Regions from separate parts of the Hordeum vulgare genome. Here region 1 is linked to region 2. A link is a contact called in public Hi-C data. All regions are on one chromosome and are shown on one strand. The core of a region is the stretch at or near the end of the contact, and the rest is flanking DNA. Distances in the headings are between cores, read along the strand shown.

Evidence for each region. A called contact is a pair of places that touch in the nucleus more often than the background predicts.
Region 1: a Hi-C map of leaf shows a contact between it and region 2, with 7 times the contacts expected there. The contact joins the promoter of LOC123425638 here to the enhancer-like site in region 2. A contact is called at or near these places in 2 of 6 Hi-C or Micro-C datasets (leaf and seedling).

What each region holds. Positions count from the first base shown.
Region 1 is chr2H:156,109,850-156,112,549 of MorexV3_pseudomolecules_assembly, forward strand. It overlaps LOC123425638 (zinc finger AN1 and C2H2 domain-containing stress-associated protein 16-like), which reads right to left and starts at 1,289. Exons shown (of 2, transcript XM_045109335.1): 1 at 994-1,289. The coding sequence starts at 1,092.
Region 2 is chr2H:155,911,590-155,914,289 of MorexV3_pseudomolecules_assembly, forward strand. No RefSeq gene overlaps it. Among protein-coding and RNA genes, the nearest start is that of LOC123425636, 59 kb to the left of the region's middle. Within about 2 kb of position 1,327, at least 3 of the 3 cell types and tissues checked have open chromatin away from gene starts, as enhancers often do. A contact at or near this core is called in leaf and seedling, where this site is marked.

The DNA of each region.
Region 1 (2,700 bases), core at 39-2,538, 200 kb after region 2:
TTCAGGGGGTGAAACTGACACAATACTTGGGTGCTGCTGCGGTTATGAATACAGGTTCTTTCATCATTGTCAGCCATACTGAAAAGTGAAAACGGGTACTCCTAGCCGATTAAGGCTTCCCCCCCCCCCCCCCCCCCCCCCGGTTTCTAGTTTGGTTAGAGTCCACCATTTCTTGGTACACCAGTAGTTGCTTCTTATTATGTAATGCATTAAGTAGTGTGCTTCAGGTCTCAGGACACTATTCAAAATCTAATATTTCCTTAATGTTAAAAAAGGCTAGCTCTCATGAAATACATATATTATACTTAAACCATGTACACATGTTTGCTTGTTGTTTCTTCAATAATAGGCTTTACAAAAGGTTGCTTCTACTTTGGTGTATGACAATGGCAGTTAGGAACTTAGGATCAAGTAGGTTTTACGTTCGAGTCTACAAACATGTGTCCATAAACTAATAATCTAGCACAACGGCCTTGAAATGAATGTTTCAATCAACCAAAGCATTTCTTTGGCATCCCCCAAAAGTTCATGCAGATCATGTCACTACTGACGAAATACTAAGCAGTGACACAATAACTCTACTTCAGCAACAAAGCCAGCAGAAGCACTGCTTCAAGATGGCAGGCGTTGATACTCTATTGCCCGGAATTGGAGAAAGAAAGGCTCTTCCCTGCTGCCCAGGCAACAACATGAATGGCCAAGGGGCATTGACCAGAATAATTCGGTTTCCCTTAGCCCCTTACCATCTCCTGAGGTGAGTTCTTACTTCTTAGTAGGCTGCCAGATCACAATAAGTAAAACCGCCCAAACTACCACTACCAGGATCTGTTTCAGGAAAGCGCGTGTGCAGAGAAGCAACGATTCTCGCGTTCCACAATCCACAGAGCAATACTCAGACCGGCCCAAGCTCTAAACGCAATTGATCCAACTTTCACGCTAATCAATAGTCAAATTCGGTCAACGAATCAGAGGGACAGGGGGGCGGAAACGTACGAAGTCGCATCGGTCGCAGGTGAAGGGGAGGAAATCGATCAGGTGGCAGTCGCCGACGCTGCAGTGCCGCCCCAGGTCAGGGAACTCCGGCGTGCCCATGGCCCGTCGGAACCGCGCGGCCTTCGGGAGATCCGAGCAAACTCGCCGACTCGCGCCCGTCCGCTCCGACGGCTGCCTCGGTCGCTGCCACCGGCAGGGAAGGGGGGGAGAAGGTCGCTCGCACGCACGCACGCGGAACGGCGGAAGGGGCACGAAATCGATTACAAAAACGTTTTGACGGTGTGTTTTCGGCCAGGCCCTCGGACTAGTCTGCAGTTTATGCCGGGTACTCGTATGACCGCGGGCCCGTATTAGTTGGTACGCGCTTTGTTTTGTGAGGGAAGGTGGAGTTTTTTTTTTATTGTTGTTGTTGTTGTTTGCAACGATGGGGAATGTGGAGTCGGTGGTGAGCCGGTAACGGGAAAAGTGTCAACGGTAGACAGTGGCGAAGCCAGGATTCGCCAAAGGCCCGGTCCATGCTTGCTACAGTGTTATTTACACTCCAGACTCCAGGTCAACTCCACCGCACGACTCCAAACACACGTCTGGTTTGATCAGATTTTGTTCGTTTTGAACGACAATGGGTTCGTTTATGTCTGCTTCTGTCCGTTGGGTTATACGTGCGCCCACCGCGCGGCCGCACCTCAAATCATGTCCGTGTTGAATGTGATTAAAAAAATAGAAAAACTTAACTAAAAAGTAAATAAACGCAGTTAAAAAAACTTAAAACATAACATTAACATAAAAAAGACCATTTTTTCACGACCACAAAACGGTCCAGTTTGACATAATTAACATTAAAAAAACGTCGATGTCGTGGCCGTCGCCGTCTTCACTGACCGTCGGTGTCGTCGTCATCGTCGTCGCTGACGAGGTCGACGTAGGCCAGCGGCGTCCAGAGGTGGGTCGGCGGTCCGTGGTGCGCGGGGGCGGGCTGGAAGCTGGCAGGAGCATGTAGCACCTCCTCCCGTGGCGAGGCGTCCCGCTCCGGTGACGGACGTCGCTCCACAGGACCGGCATCCTCGTCTCCCAGTAGCGCCGGCATACCTCAGCGTTGAGGTACTGCCGATCACGCTGACCGGCGGGCCTAGGGTCGATGGTGAAGGGAGCAGGCGCGGAGGCCCGCCGCGGTGACGATGCGGCCTCCTCCTTCACGGAGCCGCGACAACGTCCCGACGAGGAGCCAGCCTCGCGGTCGTGCTTCCCCTTGCGGTCGTGCTTCCACAGCCCCATGGCTGCGAGGTGGGCGGCCGACGAGTTCGAGGAGGCTAGGGTTTGGGTGTCGGGTTTCGAGGAGGCTGCGGGGTGGTGATGAGAAATGTGGACGACGACCGGTCCACGGCTTCCCCATTTAGGAAGGACCGTGACCGTTCCCTGAGCGGATGACAGGCGGGCCCGGGCGCTCATGCGCATTGATGTGGGTGGGTGGAAGATAGGTGGCCGCCTGCCACGCGGCCCCGACGCGGACGAGCGCGCGTCTGTTTGATGTCCCCCGCGACCCAAACCCCGCGCAAGTTTGCGCTCGAAATGGGTCGCCCCGGACACAAAACGGACAAGATGGGTCCAGACCGTCTCACGCTGGGGTGACCGGTTTGTCCCTTTTACCTTAAACGGACGGGGCCGGACAGGATGGGGTCGCGCAGTGGAGTTGGCCTAAGAGCATCTCTC
Region 2 (2,700 bases), core at 77-2,576:
TATCATGCGACTACGTGAAATTCTAGGGAAGTTTAAATGGGGCCGAAACAACAAATAACGATTTCGGAAGATCACCATATGCAAATTAAGATTCCGGTACTGTTATTCCCATCACACAATTTTAGATTTGTTAAACAGCAAAATAAATTCCACCATGTTGTTCTCCACATTTTTCTAGTCAAGTAACATATGTAGAACATTTTAATCGGAGCTACGGTTAATTAGTATTGAGACAAATCGTTTTAACACGACATTTGTGCAAACTAAATTAAAACATCAAGTTAAACATTTTAATCATGGTTTAAAATTGGATATTGTGAAACTACATGAAATTCTAAGCATTTTTCATGTATACAGTTTTTAAATACGATGCACGGTTATTTTGCTATGAATTACATCATTTTAATATGGCATCACACAAAACAATGCAAACATAAAGTTGAGCTATTTTTAACATGTGTGAAAGTTGGAAAATATTAATCTACACAAAATTCTACACATTTTACATGTTTAACTCATTCTAATCCAATGAACGGTTCTCAAGTTATTAGTGCATGAACATGAGGGACTCATATGTAAAACTGCAATTCACTAGATAATTGCAAAAATCGTCCTCCACGGAAGAAAAAAACATATCAGGCTGAATCTGGTGAGCTAATGGGCCAACAGGGCATGGCGTCGTTTAACTATGGAATGCACGGGCGAGGGATAGCGGTTGTGCTTGTCTGGCAGGCCTTGGGCCTGGTTCGGCGGAGCGGTTGGGTCGGTTGAGGCGGGGCGAGCTGAGCCTCACCGTCGCGGTCAATGGGGAGCTTGGCCGGGGTCAAGCCGTGGCCCACCTTTTGTTGGCTCGCATCTCCTGCTCGAGCAATAGAACACCAATGGCGGGCCGCCGACAGTGAGGGGTGGCCGGAGGCACAGGGACGAGCGCGGTTGGCCGGGGATCGCCGGATGCTCGGGCGGCCATCCCGTATCTCGTAGGAGGCGAGACGCGACCAACAAGGGGGCAGCAAGGTCAGGCGGCTGCATCCTCGGGTGCCATGCACGTGGTCTTGGAGGTCATGCGCGGCCAACGGAGGGCTCAGGGATGAGGTCGATCGCCGCGACGCCCGCAGCTTGGGGCCTCCGGGCGGTGGGCGGACTCTGACGAGGGGCTGTCGAAGCTGAAGCGGGGCACCGGCGACGGGAGCAACACAACGAGGTCGAATCGGGCGCGGGAGCGGCTCCCTGGCAGTAGCGGTTGCGGGATGGCTCGGGACGAGCGGCGGCGGCGATTCGGGCCCGACGGTCCGGATCTGGGCTTGCGGGGCCCGCGCTGGTGTATGGGTGGGCAGGGGCAACATGGCGGGATGCGGATCGATGGGGCCGGCGGATGTGGCAGTGTTGGTTGCTCTGTCACGGCCAAGTGGTGGAGATGGGTTGGAGGCGCGCAGATTTTGTTAAGAATAGATTAGTTGCTTATTAATTAAGCTGATTAGGATTAAGTTAATTCTTAGATAGGTTACTTAATCCTCAAGCAACCATGCACTTCCTTAACTCTCAAGGAAACTATGTAATAATTTGGTCTTTAAGTAACTTCAAGTTACTTGACTCCCAAGCAACATGTGTACTTCCGCCCGGTTATAAATACCCCATTGCTATCATTAATAAAGATTAATGATTCATCTTGCATTCATCTCTTTCGATTCTTTATTTTTACTTCAAACACGTTATTAGCACGAAGATTCTACCGAGAGCAGTAGACCTCGTCAGAAGATTGTTGTGCGGCGAACCAAGTTGTAGACACACATGCAGCCATTCTAAACACAAATCAATCATAGCACTTTCTCCCTTTGGGTTTTGTCCTCTTATGTTTAATCAATGATCTAAGAATTACTCATTGGATTAAAGGCATGTACAGGAGCAATTACGGACATGCGCCCGCATGCATGCATCTCTACAAGGAAATCGGGTCAGAGAAACGGCCGCCTGCAAGCATGGCTGTACAACGCACAACGACCACTTTCTTGAAACTGGTGGCGACGGCCACTTAGGCAACTCACAAACATGCATGAATCAAGTTAGTTGTCTTTTGTAGTTATTATAAGAGATCTAATCATGTATCTTCTATTCATCTTATGCATGTACTATTCGTTCGGATTGAGCATGTGTACATGAAATCATCGATTGCTACTCCAAACATGATTCGGGGTGATTTTTTTTACGACGACATGGCGGCGAGGCCGTGCATCTTCACCCACTCCATCAACTCATGTTGTGGCGGTCAGCGACCACATGACTCCCGACAATGGTGGCTCAACCTCACTCGTAGCGGTGCGGGCTAGAACCTCCTAGACGGCAGTCCACGAGGCGCAGCAACAATGGCAAACGACAAGATCAACCTCCTCGATCGAGCCGGTGCACAAAGCTTGGCGGGGCTCCTCCCTCCACCGACGCACGGCGGGGCTTCTTTCAAGAAGCGGCAGCCCAGGCATATCTCCACCCTCCGGTAATAAGCCCATGAGCCTAAATTCTACTACTTGCGTTCACGCCCATGCCCATGGCAAGTCGGTGTCTCATACTATGCATAAAGTTTTAAGACATGCATTTTGCATTCAATACACCTAGTACTACTGTAAAAGTGTTCATACATTATAATATCATCAAATGTAGAACATTATACGCTAGCGATGGCATTGTGTCATCTTCTATATGTTTGCC